Regions from separate parts of the Mus musculus genome. Here regions 1, 2, 3, 4, 5 and 6 are each linked to region 7. The links are chromatin contacts, called in public ChIA-PET, HiChIP or PLAC-seq and promoter capture Hi-C maps. All regions are on one chromosome and are shown on one strand. Each heading gives the region's core, a stretch centred on a gene start, on an enhancer-like site or on the middle of the called end of the contact. The rest is flanking DNA. Distances are from core to core; before and after follow the strand shown.

Region 1 (2,700 bases), core at 198-2,697, 810 kb before region 7:
TTTTAATTTTGTTATGAAAGCACAAGAAGCGAGAACAACAACAACAACAAAACCAGCAAAACAGGAATCAACATATTAGATGCCAGAAGAGCCATCACCTGAGTAGAACTATGAAAAAGTTATCAATCACAGCAGGACAAGGCAGTGTGATGAGTTATATGGTGCCAATGAGAGGAAGTAATAGTAAAGTCTCTTTCTTACAAGTTAATTAGCAGGATGCCTAGTCTTATCATCACTTGGAATCGTGAAATATTGTGGCCCTAAGAGAACGTGGGTGAAAATAATGTTCTTGTTAATCAGAGCTAGGAAAAGGGGTAGTGAACGCAAAAGATCCCAGCAACTAGACCTATTTTAAAGCGACATCGACGAACTAATGCCTTAAGTCTACTTGGAGGCCAGAAAAAATACATGCTCATGAGTATCGGCTGGTGATCTGTCTTTAAGAGCAAAGACTGTCGAAAGTAGAAAGACTGCTGAAAATGAATGATGGGAAACCACCTAGTATTTTAAAAAGTGAGGTGGATTACGAAGCAGAACTTCAATCCAAAGAAAAGATCGTTATGGAGAGGAGGGGTGAGAGTGGTCCTGACTGGCTGAAGCCGTGGGAAGGCGGGATGCTGAGGTGAAACCTCTGACTCAAGCTTTGAAGATAAACCCCGAGAGCGGCGGGCGGGAGAGGAGCCGAGCTTCGACGTGGCCCCGGGATTCCCTCACCTTGGCCTTGTAGCTGGGCAGGTTGCAGAGGATGTCCGTGCGCAGAGCCTCTTCTGCTAGGCTGCGGGCGCACAGGCTCCGCCACACCTCGCTGTTCTCGTCGCCGTGGAGGCAGCGGTACCAGTGCTTGCAAACCAGGGCGCAGCTCCGCAGCTCGGACAGCTCCAGGTAGGAGAACACCAACTCCAGCACCCGGCTGGGCAACCGGCCGCCGACCCCGGAGGACCCCGAGCCCGCGCTGGCGCCGCCGCCGGCACCGGCGCCGCCACCACTAGCGCCGCCCGAGGCTGCCCCAGCCCCCGGGCCCGGCGCCGCCATCGCCTCACCAGCCGGCCCGAGGGCCGCCGCCGCCGCCGCTTCGCCCCGTCTCGGCGCGGGAGGCCAAGCCTCGCCTACAGCCGCGAGCGGCTCGCTCACCGCCCCTTTCAGCGCCAGCCGCTCGCGCCTCCACCGCTCCCGCCCCTGCCCCGGGGCGTCCGCTGCGCGCCCCGCCTCACTGAGGGCAGATGGCGCGAGCCGCTCGGGTTCCCGCCCCTCGGAGCCGCTCAGCGCGGGCGCCGGAACCGCCCGCCTCGCCCGGCCTGCCCGCGACGCGCCCCGGGATCCGCCATGCGAGTTGAGGGCAAGAAGCAAGGGCGCACGCCCAGCTCGCCCGCCGCGCCTCTCTGCCCGGAAGTGACTGTTCGGCAGAGGCGCCTCGCTCCCTAAAGCTTGATGGGATTGGATGCTGCGTGTGAGGTCATCGCTCGGCGCCACCGGGAACGGGAAGCCCAGGTATGAGGCTGTTGGCCAGCGGGGTTCGGATCTGTTCGCAAGTGCTTTTTTTCTGTTTTTCCTCTAATGGCCTTGACTCGGCTCTCCTTGGCCTCTCTTCCTACGGAGTTTCCCGTCTCACTTGGTTTCTGCTCCCTCTCTAACTTTGTTCACGACACTTCCCTTTTTTGCTAGCCAATTCTTAGATCCTTCACCTTCAGGTCGCTTGGATCAATTTCCTTTCCCTTTGCGCAGTTGAGGACCTCTTGTCGTGGTCAGGTTAGATCCATTTTATTATATTTTATTTTTTTTTACCTTGAGAAATTGACATCTTCTTTTCCTGGCTAGCGCCGTAGGGGACTCACCAGAACCCATTCTCAAAGTAAGGTGGCTAAACCTGAGCAACCCTCGTAAATACGCAGGTTTTATTATATTTGAGATTAAATAAACAAGTGTAGGTAATCTCAAAGTGTCATTTGAATACTAAGTGTCACAATCTTTTTGGACAAAATATAGTGTGTTCAGTAAAAAGTAGTAGTAAAAAGATTAAGAAAAACGTGTTGTTGTTGGGTTTTTTTGTTTTGTTTTGTTTGGTAATTTGTTAATCCCTAGAATGAGGTAAGGTGGAAACATAAAGATGATTTCCTGGGAGGAAAAGAACCTAGCATTATTTAGTTATGCTATTTTAAAGAGCATTTAGAAAAAGAATAATAGAGACTGGAGTGATGGCTGAGCAGTTAAGAGCACTTTCTGCTCTTGTAGAGGACCTAGGTTCGTTCCTAGCACCCATATGGGTGCTCAAGGCTTAACCTGAGTTGTAGCTTAAGTTCAAGGGGAGCCAAACCCTCTTCTGGCTTCGGGAATGACTGAGCTGTACACACATACATGCTATACACATAAAATAAAGTAAAAGAACTACAGTGTGAGCCAGGCATAGATGAGATCTTTTAATCTGACTTTTTTTTATATATAATTCTCAACGCAGCTCTATGAAGTGATTATTATAATAATAGGGCTCACAGACTCAGGCATCAAGTCCAGTGTCATGCAATTTTTATGTAGTAAACCTTGCCTGAGATCCACCTATGTGTAATTAACTTCCTGGTTTTTAGTAAAAACAAATGAACAGCAGCTGCTTCCCTACCCTGGTATAATTACATGCTTATGATTTGCTAATCCCTTCCTCAAGATGTCTTGCACCAAGTAACCCAAATTCTTGTCTGTTGTGGTCAT
Region 2 (2,700 bases), core at 159-2,658, 910 kb after region 7:
TGTGATAGGAACAGTACATTGAGGGCAGAGGGGTTGGTTTTTAAAAACAGGGTCTCCCTGTGCAACCCAGGCTGACCTCAAACTCACAATTCTCCTGCCTCAGCTTCCTGAATGCAGGAATTATAGATGTGCACCACCATACCTGGCTACATACATATTATGTCTTGATAGACCTCTGCAAATAATGGAAATATTCTACAGTTACACTAGGCAACAAAGTAGCCACTAGTAACTTTTAACTATTCCATTAGTATGTTTGGTCTTGGGACAAATTCTCATGTAGCCCAGGCTGGCCTTGAGCAGCACTATGAAGTGGGACCTTTAACTTTTGACTCCAACCCCAGTGCTTTATTTATTAACAATTCTGGCAGGCACACTGGCTCCTCTGGTAAAGGTTTTTCTGCCCAGCCTGACCACCTGAGTTCAATCCGTTTAACCCTCAAGACAGAGAGGGAGGGCGAGAACACACTCTGATCTTCGAAAGTGTACCACGGCACGTGCACACCTGGACACACACCCACACCCACTATAAACGCTAATACAAACTTCACAATGATCTATAATCCACACAGAGTCCCTAGCAACACTTCCTGCCATTTCTAACCTTTTATTCTAAATGCCATCTGCATGCAGTTCGGCTGGAGGCTTGTTATTCTAGAAAGCACTGCCTCAAGGCCGACTTGGCGGTGACTCACAGACAACCGACACGAGGTTTGAGAAACAACAGGCTAGAAACCTCTAAGTGCACACTTTACCCTTGCCAACCAAAAAATTCTGCCTTTCTGGTATCCACCATATGGCTTTCACTTCTTGCTACTGGCCATGCACTATTAAATCGAGTCGTTTGATCCGCTACTAATTTCTCCACCCTCCCGCCTTTTCCTTTCCTCCCTAATTGTCACTTTCTGGGGGTTAGGTACACAGAACTCACTCAAGGACTTCTCCGCCGGCCAGAGCCCAACAGGACACCCGGACTCTCGCAAAACACGTGTCTACACCGATCGGTCCAGAAACAAGGTCTCAAAGAAGCTGAAGGCTCCCGGTCCCCAAGCTCCTCCACACTCTCCAGACCAGCAGTCGGGAGGGCTTGCCTGCCTGGTCTGTGGCTCTCCCTTGTCCCCAATTTCGGCCACCCCCGCCATCTCCTGCTCTCTTTTCCCGCCACCCGGAGCCATCCCGTCCCTCGGGGCTGGTACCTGACTGAGAAGACGCGGGCGTGACACGATGCCCCGCAGGTCGATGTAGACTGGGGAGGAGAGCCCGCTCTTCAGGACGAAGCTCCCGAACTTGAAAGCCTGCACGTCATACAGCTCGGTGACCAAGGGGCCCAGGGCTTGGCTGGCGACCTCCATTCTCGCGCGCTCAGTTCGCTCTGGAAGCCGAGGGGCTTGGGGCCCGTGACGTCACCCAGAAGTCCCGCCTCTTCCGCCCCCCTTTCCGGCCCGGGCCGCGGGCTTCATTGAGTGTTCTAGATGCTTCCTGGTTGGGGAGGTGGGTTTTCAAACCTGAAAGCTAGATCGAAGCCTGATTTCCCCCGGAGGGATCTGTAGGCTTCGTTCATTTTTTATTTTGTTTGTTTTGTTTATAGCTGAGCGCTTCTTTATCTGATCCAGTCACTGTTAACAGCCACTTCCCTAATCTCTCAGGGTTTCTTTCCATAAAATAAAAATCCTCTAAGACAGAGCCTGTGGCTACCTTCTTGTATTAATTTTACAGCAGTTGGCGTGGGAGAGTTTCATAGTAATTTGCACATAGAAATCTGAAGCAGGTCACCGTGCACTCAGGGGCTGACAAACTTCCTTTAGACCACTTGAAGTGTACCAGATGAAGAAGGGTGGGGCCAGTTAGGGAGGATCAACTGACAGTATCTATTGGCTAACTGGAAGGGGAATGTTGGGCAGTTTGAAAACTCAAGCATATTTGGTTTACAAAACCCTTAGCTGGTTAAGTGAACTCCTGTAGTCCTAGCTATGTAAGAACCTGAAATGGGAGGATTCCAAGTTCAAGGCTGACCTAGGTATCTAGTGAGCCTGTGTTAATAATAATGATAATCCCCTAAGACTGTATTTTCCTTTTTGTTTGTTTGTTTGTTTTTTTCTTTTTTTCTTTTTTTTTTTTTTTTTTTTTTTTTTTGAGACAGGGTTTCTCTGTATAGCCTTGGCTGTCCTGGAACTCACTCTGTAGACCAGGCTGGCCTCGAACTCAGAGATCCACCTGCCTCTCAAGTGCTGGGATTGACTGTATTTTCCTATTTTAAGGAAATGCCACTTATCAAACAGACTGAGATTTCATTTTGTCTCTTTGTTTTCTCTAAAGAGATCGTGTTGAGCTCCCAGCGTGGAAACCCCCATAGATCCCAGCGTTTGTTTTGGGTTTGAAACAGGGCTTCCTTATGTTACCCAGCCTGATGTAGACTTCACAATGTAGTGAAGGCTCAGATTGCCCTCGAACTCACAGAGATCCATCTGCCTCTGCCTCCTGGGTGCTTGAATTAAAAGTGTTCACCACCATGACAGGTAAAATTTGTTGTCTTGACAGTTGTTTCTCATTACCAGCAACTTCAGTAAGGCCTTGATTAAATAAGAATTCAGATGTTAAAATGCTTTGTTCTTCTTGCTAGGTCAACAACTACGTTCATCTCTGTGTGCTGTTAATTGACAGAATGCTCAATAGATCAGCCTCATTCCCAGCTGTGCATCA
Region 3 (2,700 bases), core at 119-2,618, 630 kb after region 7:
GAGGACTGAGCATTTCATGTGAGACCTGAAAAGTTAGGTTTCATTTGTGGTTCTATAAACCCTAACCCAAACCAATTCTCCACTCTTGGCTCATTTGTCTAAGGTAAACTTGTTTATACGGAGCATCCTTTGTGTCCTGCCAAGTGACTCACTTGTACCGAGTCACCAGAAAATGGGTCTAGGCCCATCTACCGATGCGCTGGACGTTATGATCTGATCGTTCCCCTGGAGGCGGGTCATGGAGGCTTGGAGACAGAGAGAGGCAGAGACATGGGGAAAGAGACAAGCCTGTCTCCTGAACATTTGGTAAACAGACAAAGAACCCTAGCACATCTGAGAGCATCCCAAGGGATCTGTGGTTTTCAGTTTGGATGAGATATTGTCTGAATTATTGACAACTCTAAGCTATGAGGTAAGCACGAAGCCACATGGTCATTCAATGAGAAATCCTTTAGTTGTTGGTTCTCTTAGCAACTCTTAAGCAAGTTATTTCCCCCTATTTTGAGCTGCTCATTCTTTACTTACAAAGAAAAGAGATTTGGGTCTTAAAATCTGGACATTGTATCATTTGTCTCCTAGGAAGGGAGGGAATAGGGACACACACAGAATTTTACTTACCAAGCAAATTTATTGACACTCTGTCTTGGAACATCTCCCCTAAAGGTTTCTTTTTAACTTCTGTGTGGGCTGCTTTTTTTTTTTTTTTTTTTTTTATGTTTAATTTGCAAATTGCTGTCCTTTTCCTGGCTATGGGTTTTCCCTTGCCCCAGACTCGGTTCAGTTTTCTCTTCCCTCTGGCCTCTTTGGGTGTCTCAGCAGTGACATCTTTGAAGAACTATGGTGTAAGCCAAAGATAGCGTGGGAAGGAAATCAGGCTTCTGAGCCTTCAAGAAGATGAGGGTTCCCGCCCTGGCTAAAGCAAATCTTCTCACCAATTCTGGGGACCCAAAAGGGCGGCAGTGGGTTGGGGCCTCTTCAGATCCTTAAGGGCAATGCAGGTCCACGTATGGAACAGGGTCTAGGATTCACTTCTCTGTCTTTTGAAAGCTCTCTGTATACTCACTCACCTGATGTCAATTACACCGCCAGAATCTACTTTTCACAGACCTACTGTGTGGCTAAGGAACTGGGAAAGTGCCCCCCACCCCAATTTCATTTCTCCAAAAGCCAAAGCGATACTCCAGGGTGTGGGCCCTGTAACAAAAGTCGCAGGGGGCTCCATGAGTTCACCCGGGGGTTCCGTGAACTCACCCGGGAGACCGAGACCGCCCCCGCCCTCTTCCTGCCCTCTCCCCGCCCCCGGGCCCCCGCGCGGGGCGGGTGATGTCAACCGAGGAGGAGCCGCCCGCCCCGCGACCCGCCCGGGCTGATTGGCGTGTGGCAGCACCAGGGCTGCCTCCGCCCTCCCGCGGCTCCCACAACTTTTGCGGCTGAGAGCGCGCTCGCACCCCGCTCCGCTCGCCGCCGCCCTCGGCCCGGCGCCCGGCATGTGAGCGCGGGCGGCCGCCGCCACCATGGCCACGCCGCGCGCCCCGCGGTGGCCGCCACCGTCGCTGCTGCTGCTGCTGCTGCTACCGCTGCTGCTGCTGCCGCCCGCTGCCCCCGGGGCGCGGGGCTCCCTTCCCTCCCCGGCCCATCGAACACTCCTCCCGGTCGCGGGACCGCTTTCGCCGCCTGGCGCCGGACATACGGCCCCCGGACCCGGCGTCGCGACCCGGCGGGGACGTTCCGGCCGTGTCCCCAGAGGCGTGAGCGCGGGTGAGTGAGAGTCTCCAGCGAGGGTCAGGGGGCGTGGGCGCTTCGCGGCTGCCCCATCCCGGCCGAGGCTCCGTGGACCCTCGTGGGTGGAACCCTGAGGGTGGCCCAGGACGGAGAAACGCTGTCCCTGGCCACTGGAATATAAAATGTTCACATGCATTCCCTCCCTGTGCTTTGGAAGAAAACTCTCTCCTGGATTAGCCCACACCCTTCTCACTTTTACAAAACGAAGACCCCAAAGAGCCTCTCACCTCGTGGGGAGTGGTAACTTCTGGCTGTTGTCCCTCGGTTTCAGCCCCCAACCCCCAGATTTAGAACTGGTCTCTCCTGGTCTAAAGCCTGACTTTCCAGTATAAGTAAATAACGGATTTCGGAGTTTGGAATGCTTCTAGTACTTAGGACTTCATAAAGGACAAAGAGTGCGCTTTAAAACAAAGCTACCCAGTTAACCTTAGGAGCAGGGTTACTTGGGATGGGGCTGGGGGCGCTGCAAGGTCAAACCCCTGGAAGCCACTGACTGGCTCTGGACTGTCCTGGGCCCTTTCCTCCCCCAGCCAGCTGCTTGCTGTGCAGGCAGGCACTGCCTGTCCTGGTCACAGAATGGGGACTCAGCTCCTGTGCCTGCCTCCTTTGTTTCTAGTTCCTTTTTCTGTTGGAAGAAAATGCCACGGCCTGGGTGGGATTCTAATGTAACCCCCACACGACCTTGGCTGTGTCTCATCTTTGGCTCTCAGTTTCCCCATCTGTGGAATGGAGGGGCCCCATTCCTCCCTGCCTCCAAGTGACAAGAGGTGACAAAATGAAAGTAAAAATAGTAGAAAGTGCTGTGAACCAAACCAGCCTAGGTGATGTTAGCCATTTGTCCTCCCGTAAGAGGCAGAGGGCACACATCGGGCTCTGTTGTTGCCACACTGGGACTGCCAAGATTTTGTCCAGTTTCCA
Region 4 (2,700 bases), core at 123-2,622, 720 kb before region 7:
GTTTATTTGGCTTATACTTCTACATTGCTGTTAACCACTGAAAAAACAGGGCAGGAACCTGGAGGCAGGAGCTGAGGTAGAGGCCATGGAGGGGTGCTGTTAACTGGTTTGCTTCCCATGGTGTGCTAGCCTGCTTGCTTATAAAAGCAGGGACCACCAGTCCAGGCATGGCACCGCCCATAGGCGGGCCCACTTTCACTGGTCACTCACTGAGAAAATACAGCTGGATCTCATGGAGGCTTTTCCTCCCCTGAGGCTCCTTTTTCTCTCACGACTCTAGCTTGTGTCAAGTTGACACACCAGCAATGCAATAAGTATTTAGAATTGTGCAAGTTACACACTATTACCTTATTTAAAAATAAAGTATGAAAACTAAGCTAAATGCCCCTTTCTTTTTTCTTTCTTTTGTTTTTTTAAAGATTTATTTATTTAAATGTAAGTACACTGTAGCTGTCTTCAGACATTCTAGAAAAGGGCATCAGACCTCATTACGGATGGTTGTGAGCCACCATGTAGTTGCTGGGATTTGAACTGAGGACCTTGGGAAGAGCAGTCAGTGCTCTCAACTGCCGAGTCATCTCATCAGCCCTCCTAATGCCCCTTTCATCATGTTTTTTTTTCGAGACAGAGTTTTTCTGTGTAGCCCTGGCTGTCCTTGTCATTCTGTAGACCAAGCTGGCCTCAAACTCAGAAATCCGCCTGCCTCAGTCTCCCAAGTGCTGGGATTAAAGGAATGTGCCACCACTGCCCGGCTCATCAAGTTCTTTTTTAGTTGTAACTATTATCGGTGTTTTCAGGACCACTTTCCAGTGTTCTCTTTATTTTATTTACTGTATCTGCATATATCTTTGTTTAAGGATAAAAAACAACTCCCCCCCCAAAAAACCTCCCGATTTAATATCTTTAGAAAGTAAGAATGAGCCTGGGGGGAGATATACTGAGACATTTGTTGAAGAAAAACAGAGCGAACAATCATTTACTAAAGTCTACTATAGACTGGTTCATTTTTTACTAAGCTATTAACTTACACTTTAGAATTTAAGAAACGTCACATAAAACCAAACAAAATACCTACTTTATGTGAAACCCTGAGCGTTTCATCAAGAGTTTGGTATTTCAGGTCTGAAGATTCTTTGGGATGTTGGGATTCAATGCGGTACTTAGGAGGATATCTCCGGAATTCAGAGAAGGCACCAAATGTTTCAAAGAATAGCTACCAGCCAGCAGCACAGGCTTCAAACCAAAGCGGCGGCTCGCGGAGAGTACGCCTGCGCAAAACGCGCACAGACAGGGAGAGGGCGGAGCTTCGGGCCTGCCAGTGCGCCTGCGCACAGCACGCCGCGGAGTGGGGGAGGGAGCCCCGTGTGTGTCTGTGTTGTTGTTCCGCGGCGGCGGCGGCGGCGGTAAGATGGCTGCCCACGGGGGCTCCGCGGCGTCGTCGGCGCTGAAGGGGTTAATCCAGCAGTTCACCGCCATCACCGGTAAGAGACGCGGTTACGGGAAGGTGAAGAGTCGGCTACGGGGAGGCTGTCGGGGCTGTCCCGGGCTTCGCCTCACCTTGGTGCATTCCTCACTCGGGCTCTCCCCTCAGCTCCTGCCCTCTCCTGAGGCACAGGCGACGACGGCGGCGGCGGCCGGGGTCTGCGGTTCAGGCGGGAGGCAGGTTTCCCCCGCCCCCACCCCGCGCGTGCCCCTCAGTCCCTGGATTCGGTCTCCCCTTATTCCCAGACAGGCCCCCCACGCCCCCAGCCGGTCCAGTACAGGGGATGGGCCGAGCCCGCGGTGCCAGGGGCCCGGGACCTGCGGGCCGGAGGAGTAGGGGGCCGCACCCGGGCCACCGCCCTCTTCCTCCCTCATCACCTCCTCTCGGTATCGTGCTGCCCGCGGACCAGGCGGTGCAGTCCGTTCCCCCCATGCCATCCTCTCTTCCCGGCCAGGTCATCGTCCCTGTCCCTCGGCCCCGGCCTACCCTTCCCCTCGCTGGGCCCCCCCGGAGCCTTGGCGGTGGCCCTGCCGTGTGAGGGCCGTCTCGCTTTAACGGTGAGGCGGGTGGGTTCTGCTGCGCCTTCACACATCCCGGGGGACTTGCCGCCGGGAACAAGGGGTGCGGAGGGGCACCTTAGGGACCGAGGGTTTCACATAGGAATAGGGGGGGGGGGAACCCTGAGCTTAGTGTGTGTGTGAGGCCTAAAGTAATCCTGGGTGGCCTTTCCCACCTCCTCATAATAAAACCAAACATCGAGACGATGGCGCCCGAGTCTTTGCTGATAAAATGGGGATGGCGGCAGAAACTTCTTGCAGAGAAATCTGTTTCTAGGTGTCAGTATCCGTGAAACCTTAGGCCTAGGTTTCTCTTTCCCTTCGGACCCCGACGAAGGGCAAACGCAGGTTCTCTTACCCGCCGGGAGGAAAGACTTTAAGCCATTCTGTGAATGCGCTATGTCTTGTTTCTCTCCGATGGTGCTGAACTTTTTTTGCATGAGTTATTAGAGGGCGGAGCAAATGATGAAGTTCTCTGTGGAGTGATTTGAGAGAACAGTACTCCATGTGCCTGAGTGTGATTTTGCTGTTCTAGTTTGTCATTTTGAAAAGAGGTCAGAAAGTTAGTTCCCCCTCTCAACAGGACTATCCTTTCTTTGATAATAATTTGTTTGATGCGGAGAATATTTCTAGTTTGTGTTCTTTTTTTCTAGTTTGTGT
Region 5 (2,700 bases), core at 172-2,671, 960 kb before region 7:
TTTAAAAAAAAAAAGGCAAGAAAATGAGGGGCACATGAAGATTCAGTGAGTTCACTTACACACTTGGAATAAGCAGAAATCTTCATAAAATGATTCACTAAAACTATTATTACTCAGTGACTAAAAGTTCAAGACTGGTGAGATGGCACCACCTTTGGTTCCAGCACTCAGTTTGGTCTACATACCAAGTTCCAAGAAAGACCATTTCTCAAGTATCAAATATTAAGAAACAAACAAACCCTAAAGGTTCAGTAGCCAGGTACCCTGCTCTAAAACACTGGCAAGAAATGTGTGGGAAGAACATTAAAATAAGAGTGTGAATCACTGATAAACCTGTTACTCAGCAACATGAAGCCAGGAGAATAAGCAGTTGGGAGACGCTTGAGGGTCCTACAATATAAAAGCGAGTCAACAGTTGCTGGGGGCAAACTGCAGAGAAAAAGAGATGGGAGGGGGGAAACTAGTGTTAGGACTGAAGAGCTGTCTGGAAGTCGCTTAGTGAGCTCCAGGGTTGCAGTTTTCAGGACTCACCCATTTTATCTTTCTACTGATGCAGCTTCTTTTGAGTTATCCTTGCTTCTAGTAAGTAGCCCCTCACCCATATTTCTAATAGTAGCCCCAATTAAAAAAAAAAAATCATTGGTTTACCAAACTGGACACTGGTACAAAGGTTACCTTTCTGGAGTGAGCAGGTTGTGCGTGTGTGCGTGCGTGCGTGTGTCCCTGGGAAGTATGTCACACAACACATCACCTCACCCCTTCTCCCATACATGCTGTTTGGGCATTCTCACACTTCGCTGGATGCCGAGGGTTCACTGCCTCTCAGGCAGCACAAGGCATCTTCAGGGGAACCATAAGCACCCCAAGATACTTCGTGGCTTGCTGTACTTGTTTCGTACTTGGGTCACAGCGTGGCCAGTCCCGCCTTGGAAAGACAAAGCCCGGCTCTGAAGCCCGGGATGGGACCCCCAGCAAAGATCACAAGGAGGGAAGGGCGCACAGGGCCTTTGTTGCTAACTTCCTCCGGCCTCGGGTACCCCAGGCGCCGCGGGTGCTCCCCACCTCCGCCCCAGCTCCGCACACACTCGCTCAGCCCCCTGACCTTTACCAGCGCTGAAAGGGGCGTCGCTGAAGTCCGCGGCGAGCCTGCCGACCAGCCAGGCTGCCCAAAGGAGCAGCCAGGCCACAGCGCCGGCAGCCAGGACGCCGGAGCCCGACGCCCGAAAGGGGCGCTCGGGGCAAGCTGCGGTCACCGAAGGAATCTGAGCACGCTGAGCGCGCGCTCACCTTTCCCGATGACCCGAACAGAACTCGGCTAACACTTCCACCCTAGGATCTCCCTACAACTCCAGGTTCCGGAGAGGCCAGCCCCCTGGCCCCGCCCCTCGTCATCCCGGCCGGGGCGGGGCGAGAGGCTGCGCAAGCGCAAATTGAGAGCCTTCTGTTGCCTTGGGAACGATCCTCGGGGCGCCTAGGTGGGCCCTTGGACCGGGCGAGCTGCCTTAGGACCGCACTCCCCGCGCTCAGCCCCGCTTCCTGCCCACAACCGGATGCGTGCGGGCTGAGCCCCCTGCCTCTGAGTTCACCCCATGGTTATTCCTGTAGGCTATGGCTATCGCCGTTTCCTGCAGCGTCAGGCTCCACCTCGCCTCAAAGTCGACCTAAGCTCCTCTGTGCAGTGCAGTAGGATGGAAACCACCCCCTCACTGCTGTTCAGATGTGCACTTCCTGTACTTCTTCAAGGGTAAGTAGGGTCGCCTTGCATTGGTGAGGACATGAATCGGGACCTCAGTATTCCCTTCGGTGTTGTGGGGAACAAATCTCTAGTAGGAAAAGTATATCAGGTAAAAATACATTAGGTAAATGTAATGTCATTCCTCCCAGTGCGTTAGCTGACCTAGTGCTGGTGCTGAACGGCAGGCAGGTTATGGGGTCTCGAAAGTGGGAGGATAGTGTAATATAGCACTACAAACATGCTATTAAGAAATATGGACAAAAACAAAAAAAAAAAAAGGCCAGGTAGTGGTGGTGTATGCTTTTAATCTCAGCACCCGGGAAGTAGAGGCGGTCAGATCTCTGAGTTTGAGGCCAGCCTGGTCTACAGAGTGAATCCAGGGCAGCGAGAGCTTCACAGAAAATCCTGACTTGAAACAACAACAACAATAATAATAATAAATTAAAAGGAAAACTCTTTAGTGAAGACCTTACGTTATTATCGACTCTATTCACAAGTGTGGCCCTTTGCTTATGTTTGTAGACCATATAGTGTCTGGAAAGTTTACTGACATCACACTCTAGTGAGGTGAACTGGGAATAGTGTCTGGGCATTGGCTCAGATCAAAGGCAAAGCCCAGCAATGTGAAAGGCAGCACTTTATTATGGTTGACCTCATAGGAGTAAAAATCTCACATCTGTCAGTAGGGTGAGAATACAGACTGTGATCCTATATGATAAATCTACCTAGCAACCATAAAATTTGCATTTAATACAGGAAACCGTATGTATGAGATAAAACTAAACTGTAGTCTATATATGTATTTATATTTATGCATATATGTATGTGACATACATATAGCTAGAAAAAAGAATAGAAGTTAGATGAACATTTCATTTTCTCTTTCTCTCACTTTTATTCCTATTTTTCTTTTTTTTTTAAGATTTATTTATTTATTATATGTAAGTACACTGTAGCTGTCTTCA
Region 6 (2,700 bases), core at 119-2,618, 980 kb before region 7:
CCACAGAGCTTCTGGCAAAGTTGACGTGCCCTAACCTGTTTTAAAAATTACTACTCACTGCCTTCATCCCAACCTAATTTTATTCATACTATTCTTTTGGATAGCTCTACCAAAAAAAAAAAAAAAAAAATCCCCAGAGCAAATTCTTGTGTATTTATTTCAATATCCTGCCTACTTTATAAGAGCGGAAGAGTCGAATACAGCAGGGGAAAAACGTGACGTGCACAACCTTCACCCAAAACACAGCTCAGCTCGTCGTTGTCTAATTTTGGGCCTAACCGGTTTGGTTGTCTTTTTTTAAAAGGTTAGAAACGAAAAGCTGGAAAATCTACAGGTCACTTGTAAAGAAGAACCTGGCGGCTATCGATGGGAGTTGGTGATTTGTCAAAGAGGAAACAAATCTCACTTCCACTCTACCTAGTTCTATTAAGACAGGGGATGGAGAGAGCCTCCTTCCCATCAAGCCACAATGGCAATTATTTAACACACTTCTGTCTTGGACGACTTGATCTAGAACTAATCAAAAGGCTGAGTCCATTAAGTTATTTGCAGCAACTTTTTTTTTTTCTTGTGAGGGCGCGCGTGTTTCAGACAGCCAAACATGGTGAAAAGCCAACCTCAGCCCAAGTTAACCTTAAGAAGCAAATATTCACCTCCTGGCTAAAGATCAAGCAAAAACCGTAAGATCCTTAACTTCTGTTCTTAAACGCAGGCTCCCAGAGCCCGGCAAAAACTTTTTCCTAATGTGGAGGAGGAGGAAGAGTTTACACACTGAACTTAAGGAGCTCGCGACAGGATTCCCGAGCGACGAGACTGCAGAGAACGCAGCTGGTAAAGGAGGGAACATCCAGGAACAAACCCGAGTCGTCCGGTGCAGCGCCGGCGGGAGAGAAGGGCAAGGACGGCCGGAGTGGCCAGGGTCCCCACAGCCCAGCAAGCTTCCTCTCGGCCGAAGCTTAGAGCCAGGGCGCAGACAATGAGCCACCGCCCGGAGCCGCGGGCCCGCCCGCAGGTGCTGGCGTCCCGGGCCGCTGGGCCCAGGCCGCGGAGGCGGGAGGAGGGCGGCGGCTCGGCCCGGCCCGGCCCGGCCCGGGCGAGCGGCAACCGCACTTACCAGAGAGGAAAGGTCTCCGCCCGACCCAGGGCGGGCTGCTTGGCCGACGCGGGCGAGCACTGCGCTGGGGCGCTGAGAGGGAGGAGGGCAGGGCGGAGGGGAGCGGCGCGGGGCGCGGCCGTCGCTACCGAGGCCGTGAGGCGCAGAACCCCTTGGGCCAGGGAGGGGAGGGCAGGAGCCTTCGGCAATGGCGACGGCCCGGGCCGGAGGGGAAGCGGAACAACCGCTGCCGCTGCGCGTGGCCACAACCCTGGGGGAGGGCGGCGGCGGGGGCGCGGGGCGGGGCCGTAAGACAGCCCCGCCCTGAAAGTGGCGTCATGACCCGAGGGGCGGGCTTTCACAGGGCGGCTGGGAACCGTAGTCTAGTCATCTGTTAGGGAGACTCAGGACAGTGGGCGTTACAGAGAAAACCTGTCCCTCATTTATCAGCATTCTGCATTGTCTGCAGTTACGGTTTACCTACTGACAAAGCTGACGGAGAACAGCTGATCCAAACATATTTGTGTGTAGAGGGTCTTTGTTTCTGAGAATGTATCCATTCACCAATTGGTGTTTTGTGGGGAGGGATGGCTTTTCGAGTCCTGGCTGTCCTGGAACTCACTCTGTAGTCCAGGCTGACTTTGAACTAGAGATCCTCCTGCTTCTGCCTCCTGAAGAGGTACTGCCCAGCTCACTTTGTTTTTTGGTTTGGTTTGGTTTGGTTTGGTTTTTTGGAGGCAGGGTTTCTCTGTATAGCCCTGGCTGTCCTGGAACTCACTTTGAAGACCAGGCTGGCCTCGATTAAAGGAATGCGACGCCACCGCTTTTTTTTTTCCTACAAATTTAACCAGATTAAGTTGAATCAGATTATGCTGCTAAATTAGGTCCTCCCTCTTTGCAAAACAAAGATTTTTTTATTTTTCTGTATTTTATCAATGGAGGAGTTAATTCATGTATTCTTATTCCACAACTATGTCAATATCTAATATCTACAAAAGACCATTTAGGTACCAGAAATGAACATGCTTCACCTAGTCTTTGTAAAGGTTAAAAACATGAAAACGGTGGTGGCGCACGCCTTTAATCCCAGAACTCGGGAGGCAGAGGCAGGCAGATTTCTGAGTTCGAGGCCAGACTGGTCTACAGAGTGAGTTCCAGGAAAGCCAGGGCTATACAGAGAAACCCTGTCTCAGAAAAAAAACAACCAAAAAAACGTATGAAAACATAAAAACCAAAACACTGATACCTGTTACAAGGTGGGGAAAAAGCTGAGGGATTACCGTGGACAGAGTGGACAGAGAAGGTGGCAGTTAAAACAGAAAAAGGAACTCGGAAGAACTGAGGGGAAAGGATTACAAGTAGGAAGAGGATTGCCACGGTCAGTGAGAGATGAAGGCTAGGCTCACAACCAAAACCACAAGACTTATGTAGCTGCACCTTGGTGTAAGATGGGTATATTAGAAAGTACTGTAGTAGTTGGGCGAGGTGGCATACTCCTTTAATCCTAGCACTTGGGAGGCAGAGGCAGGCGAATTTCTGAGTTCGAGGCCAGCCTGGTCTACAAAGTGAGTTTCAGGACCGCCAGGACTATATAGAGAGAAACCCTG
Region 7 (2,700 bases), core at 102-2,601:
ATCTGCTTGTTGTCTTGTTTTTTTTTTTTTTTTTTTTTTGCGAGGAGTGAGGGAGCAAGGATGAGATTTCTTACTCTGTAGCTCAGGATATCTGTGTACACATAATGTACCTCTTACTGACCTAAAACAGAGCAATCTTCATACTTCAACCTTCTAAGTGCAAGGATTACAGACACCAGAGCCAACATGCCATCCTTGCTCCCTCATGTAGGCTGCAAGAGGGCAGACGTTTTAGTCTGTTTACTCTGGTGCCCTACAAGCCTACAGCATTCTTGGTAGTGGTAGTCATTCAATAAATTACTCTCTGATTAAATGAATGGATCCATCAGTTCGCCTTAATTAATGCACAAGTTAGGAACTGTAAATCTGAGTCTATTAAATTTATCTGTGGGCTGGTGAGATGGCTCAGTGGGTAAGAGCACCTGACTGCTCTTCCGAAGGTTCAGAGTTCAAATCCCAGCAACCACATGGAGCCATAACGAGATCTAGCTCCCTCTTCTGGAGTGTCTGAAGACAGATATAGTGTACTTACATATAATAAATAAATGAATTTTAAAAAATTTATCTGCATCCGACAAGTCAGGGAAAGGATGGAAGGATATCTTCTATCTCTCACTTCCTCACATCGTCTCCCTTTTTTTCAGATGGGGTCTCATGTAGCTCAGGCTGACTGGCACTCCCTATGTAGCAGAGGATGGTCTTTTAAGTCCTATTCACCTGCTCGCACAGCTAGAATACTGGGGTTACAAGCAAGCACCGGGACCGCGGTTTGCCTCATGGATGTTTGTTGCTGTTAAGATGGGGCCTTGCTATGTAACTTAGCCTAGCCTCGAATTTGTGATGTGATCCTCCTACCTCAGTCTCCGGAATAAATGCTGAGGTTAACGGGCAACGGCTACCACACCCTGTTTGTTAAATTAAAGATGGGAAAAAATAAAAGAACAAATCAAGAGAAACTCCTGCCTTCATGCTCCAGGTTTTTCTCTCCTATATGGTAGGATCCCAGTCTCCATTCTAGGAAGAGGAGAAAACACTTAACTTTTCCTTACCTCTCTACCAGCCCAGCTGGAGGCGGGAACCAAACTAATCGGTAGCTATGGCAACGCGTCGCGCAAGCTCTTTTTTTTTTTTAAGTAGGACCCCTGATTCTTTCTTAGTCGACTACGATTTTGCCTTTCCTTGTTCCTAAATAATACGTGTTGCCGCTTACAAAGACGAAAGGGCAGGAGGGAAAGAATTTAAAGTTCTTGAGCGCGGCTTGGCTGAGTCGAGCCTCTCTCTCTGTCTCTGACCTTTGCTTTCTGGCGCAGTGTGAGCGGCCTAAGCGCGGAGAGGGGCGGGGCGTGCGTCCCACAAGGCCGCGCGGCGGGGCTTGCCTTCCTCTTTCCGCCATCTTGGCGCCTGTGGAGGTGAGGGGGGTTCCTGCTGCTGAGCTTTGGGGCCCGATTGCTGGGGTGCGTTTAGTTTCATCCCTCACCGAGACAACCTGGCGTCTCGGAGAACCCGACCGCCAGAGGTTTCTGGGGATTCCAGGAGGATGGAGGGCGGGATGGAGGCGATGACGGGCTGATGGTGTGGAGGCCCCGGCCGGGGGAGGAGAGCTCGCTGGTCTCGGTCGATCTCCGGCTCGGGAGGAGAGAATGGGTGCATTTCCCCCGGTCTTACTGGCCCGGGGAGCGGTGGTCCCTGGGAGCTGGGTTCCCCGCACAGAGCCGGATCTCGCCTGTGTTAGCTGCTTTCTGTACTGATGGAGGCATGAGCTCGCCTCCGGGTTCCTTTTGGGGTTTGAGAAGTTAAGTCTCGGGTGAGTCGCCTTCCCACCCGGCCTTTGCCCACGATTCCGAGTCGTTCGTTGTCATTGGTTGTCGGAGCCCTGAGTATTTTGCCAGGCTCTGCCTCTATAGGGGGCAGGGCGTAGGTAAGAGGTCCCCATCCTTGGGACGCCGACTGAAGCCATCTCTCGCGCCGGGAAATAGTGACAGGTGGGATGCGTGCTGCATGACTCTCGGTTGAGCTCTCGGTTTTGTTTTTCAGGCCTGCTGGGAACAGGACTTCTAACAGCAAGTATGTCTGGAAGGTACGCGATCTCACAATAGTCGTTTTCTCCATTTCTGTTTCGTTCTATTAAACGCGAAGCTAAAGTTCAGTGTAATGCGGGAGGGGAACGAGAGGTCTGCTGTAGATAGCTGGAGTAGGAATTGCTACAAAGCAAATCATGGTGGCTTGCTAAAAGATACATGAAAAGTTGTAACGGGGTAGTCATCATGTCTTTCTTAACGTTGTCTTAGGCTGTGGTGCAAGGCCATTTTTGCTGGCTACAAGCGAGGTCTCCGGAACCAAAGAGAGCACACGGCTCTTCTTAAAATTGAAGGCGTTTATGCCCGAGATGAAACGGAGTTCTACTTAGGCAAGAGATGTGCTTATGTGTATAAGGCAAAAAAGTAAGTATGCTCCCATGCCTTTTAATTTTTGGTTGACTAATCTCGTTTTTTCTACTGAAAAGGTAGGGGTGTTAGTGAGAAATTGGTGTGGTTGAGTCTTCCTAGACACGTGAAGAGCTTAGAGGAAATTAGAGAGGGATCTTTTTGTCGGTGGTATGGACTATATAGGCACCATTGGTTCGTAGTACAAGTGTAGAAGTTCCCTGTGTTAAGTCCCTAACATGGTTAAAAACAAAGATTACAGCTCTTAGTACCTTTC

The links. Promoter capture Hi-C pulls out the DNA fragments that hold promoters and counts their contacts. ChIA-PET counts read pairs in DNA pulled down with a chosen protein or histone mark. HiChIP or PLAC-seq counts read pairs in DNA pulled down with a chosen protein or histone mark. Capture Hi-C pulls out chosen DNA fragments and counts their contacts.
Region 1: a contact with region 7 is called in a FOXA1 HiChIP or PLAC-seq map of pancreatic cancer cells. The contact joins the promoter of Wdr53 here to the promoter of Rpl35a in region 7. A contact is called at or near these places in 4 of 39 promoter capture datasets (embryonic stem cells, liver and pre-B cells), 1 of 484 Hi-C or Micro-C datasets (embryonic stem cells), 1 of 115 datasets of contacts at active chromatin or transcription factors (pancreatic cancer cells) and 1 of 9 other capture datasets (adipose tissue).
Region 2: a contact with region 7 is called in a FOXA1 HiChIP or PLAC-seq map of pancreatic cancer cells. The contact joins the promoter of Umps here to the promoter of Rpl35a in region 7. A contact is called at or near these places in 2 of 39 promoter capture datasets (hippocampal neurons and pre-B cells), 1 of 484 Hi-C or Micro-C datasets (CD4 T cells) and 2 of 115 datasets of contacts at active chromatin or transcription factors (astrocytes and pancreatic cancer cells).
Region 3: a contact with region 7 is called in an RNA polymerase II ChIA-PET map of memory CD8 T cells, with 25 read pairs. The contact joins the promoter of Heg1 here to the promoter of Rpl35a in region 7. A contact is called at or near these places in 3 of 115 datasets of contacts at active chromatin or transcription factors (effector CD8 T cells, memory CD8 T cells and pancreatic cancer cells).
Region 4: a contact with region 7 is called in an RNA polymerase II ChIA-PET map of memory CD8 T cells, with 18 read pairs. The contact joins the promoter of Ubxn7 here to the promoter of Rpl35a in region 7. A contact is called at or near these places in 1 of 39 promoter capture datasets (liver) and 3 of 115 datasets of contacts at active chromatin or transcription factors (astrocytes, memory CD8 T cells and pancreatic cancer cells).
Region 5: a contact with region 7 is called in a promoter capture Hi-C map of hippocampal neurons, with 2.8 times the contacts expected there. The contact joins the promoter of Cep19 here to the promoter of Rpl35a in region 7. A contact is called at or near these places in 2 of 39 promoter capture datasets (erythroid cells and hippocampal neurons), 1 of 484 Hi-C or Micro-C datasets (embryonic stem cells) and 3 of 115 datasets of contacts at active chromatin or transcription factors (embryonic stem cells and memory CD8 T cells).
Region 6: a contact with region 7 is called in a promoter capture Hi-C map of liver, with 2.1 times the contacts expected there. The contact joins the promoter of Pak2 here to the promoter of Rpl35a in region 7. A contact is called at or near these places in 2 of 39 promoter capture datasets (hippocampal neurons and neural stem cells), 3 of 115 datasets of contacts at active chromatin or transcription factors (astrocytes, memory CD8 T cells and pancreatic cancer cells) and 1 of 9 other capture datasets (liver).

What each region holds. Positions count from the first base shown.
Region 1 is chr16:32,245,780-32,248,479 of GRCm38.p6, forward strand. Wdr53 (WD repeat domain 53) reads left to right here and starts at 1,448. Exons shown (of 3, transcript NM_001185162.1): 1 at 1,448-1,488. It overlaps Fbxo45 (F-box protein 45), which reads right to left and starts at 1,246. Exons shown (of 3, transcript NM_173439.2): 1 at 715-1,246. The coding sequence starts at 1,032.
Region 2 is chr16:33,965,630-33,968,329 of GRCm38.p6, forward strand. Umps (uridine monophosphate synthetase) reads right to left here and starts at 1,409. Exons shown (of 6, transcript NM_009471.3): 1 at 1,197-1,409. The coding sequence starts at 1,352.
Region 3 is chr16:33,683,098-33,685,797 of GRCm38.p6, forward strand. It overlaps Heg1 (heart development protein with EGF-like domains 1), which reads left to right and starts at 1,369. Exons shown (of 15, transcript NM_175256.5): 1 at 1,369-1,758. The coding sequence starts at 1,515.
Region 4 is chr16:32,330,880-32,333,579 of GRCm38.p6, forward strand. It overlaps Ubxn7 (UBX domain protein 7), which reads left to right and starts at 1,373. Exons shown (of 11, transcript NM_177633.4): 1 at 1,373-1,481. The coding sequence starts at 1,409.
Region 5 is chr16:32,098,368-32,101,067 of GRCm38.p6, forward strand. Cep19 (centrosomal protein 19) reads left to right here and starts at 1,422. Exons shown (of 4, transcript NM_025892.3): 1 at 1,422-1,744. Pigx (phosphatidylinositol glycan anchor biosynthesis, class X) reads right to left here and starts at 1,360. Exons shown (of 6, transcript NM_024464.3): 1 at 1,103-1,360. The coding sequence starts at 1,202.
Region 6 is chr16:32,077,974-32,080,673 of GRCm38.p6, forward strand. It overlaps Pak2 (p21 (RAC1) activated kinase 2), which reads right to left and starts at 1,369. Exons shown (of 15, transcript NM_177326.3): 1 at 1,115-1,369.
Region 7 is chr16:33,055,102-33,057,801 of GRCm38.p6, forward strand. Rpl35a (ribosomal protein L35A) reads left to right here and starts at 1,352. Exons shown (of 5, transcript NM_001130485.1): 1 at 1,352-1,409; 2 at 2,035-2,077; 3 at 2,289-2,441. The coding sequence starts at 2,067. Iqcg (IQ motif containing G) reads right to left here and starts at 1,085. Exons shown (of 11, transcript NM_178378.3): 1 at 1,050-1,085.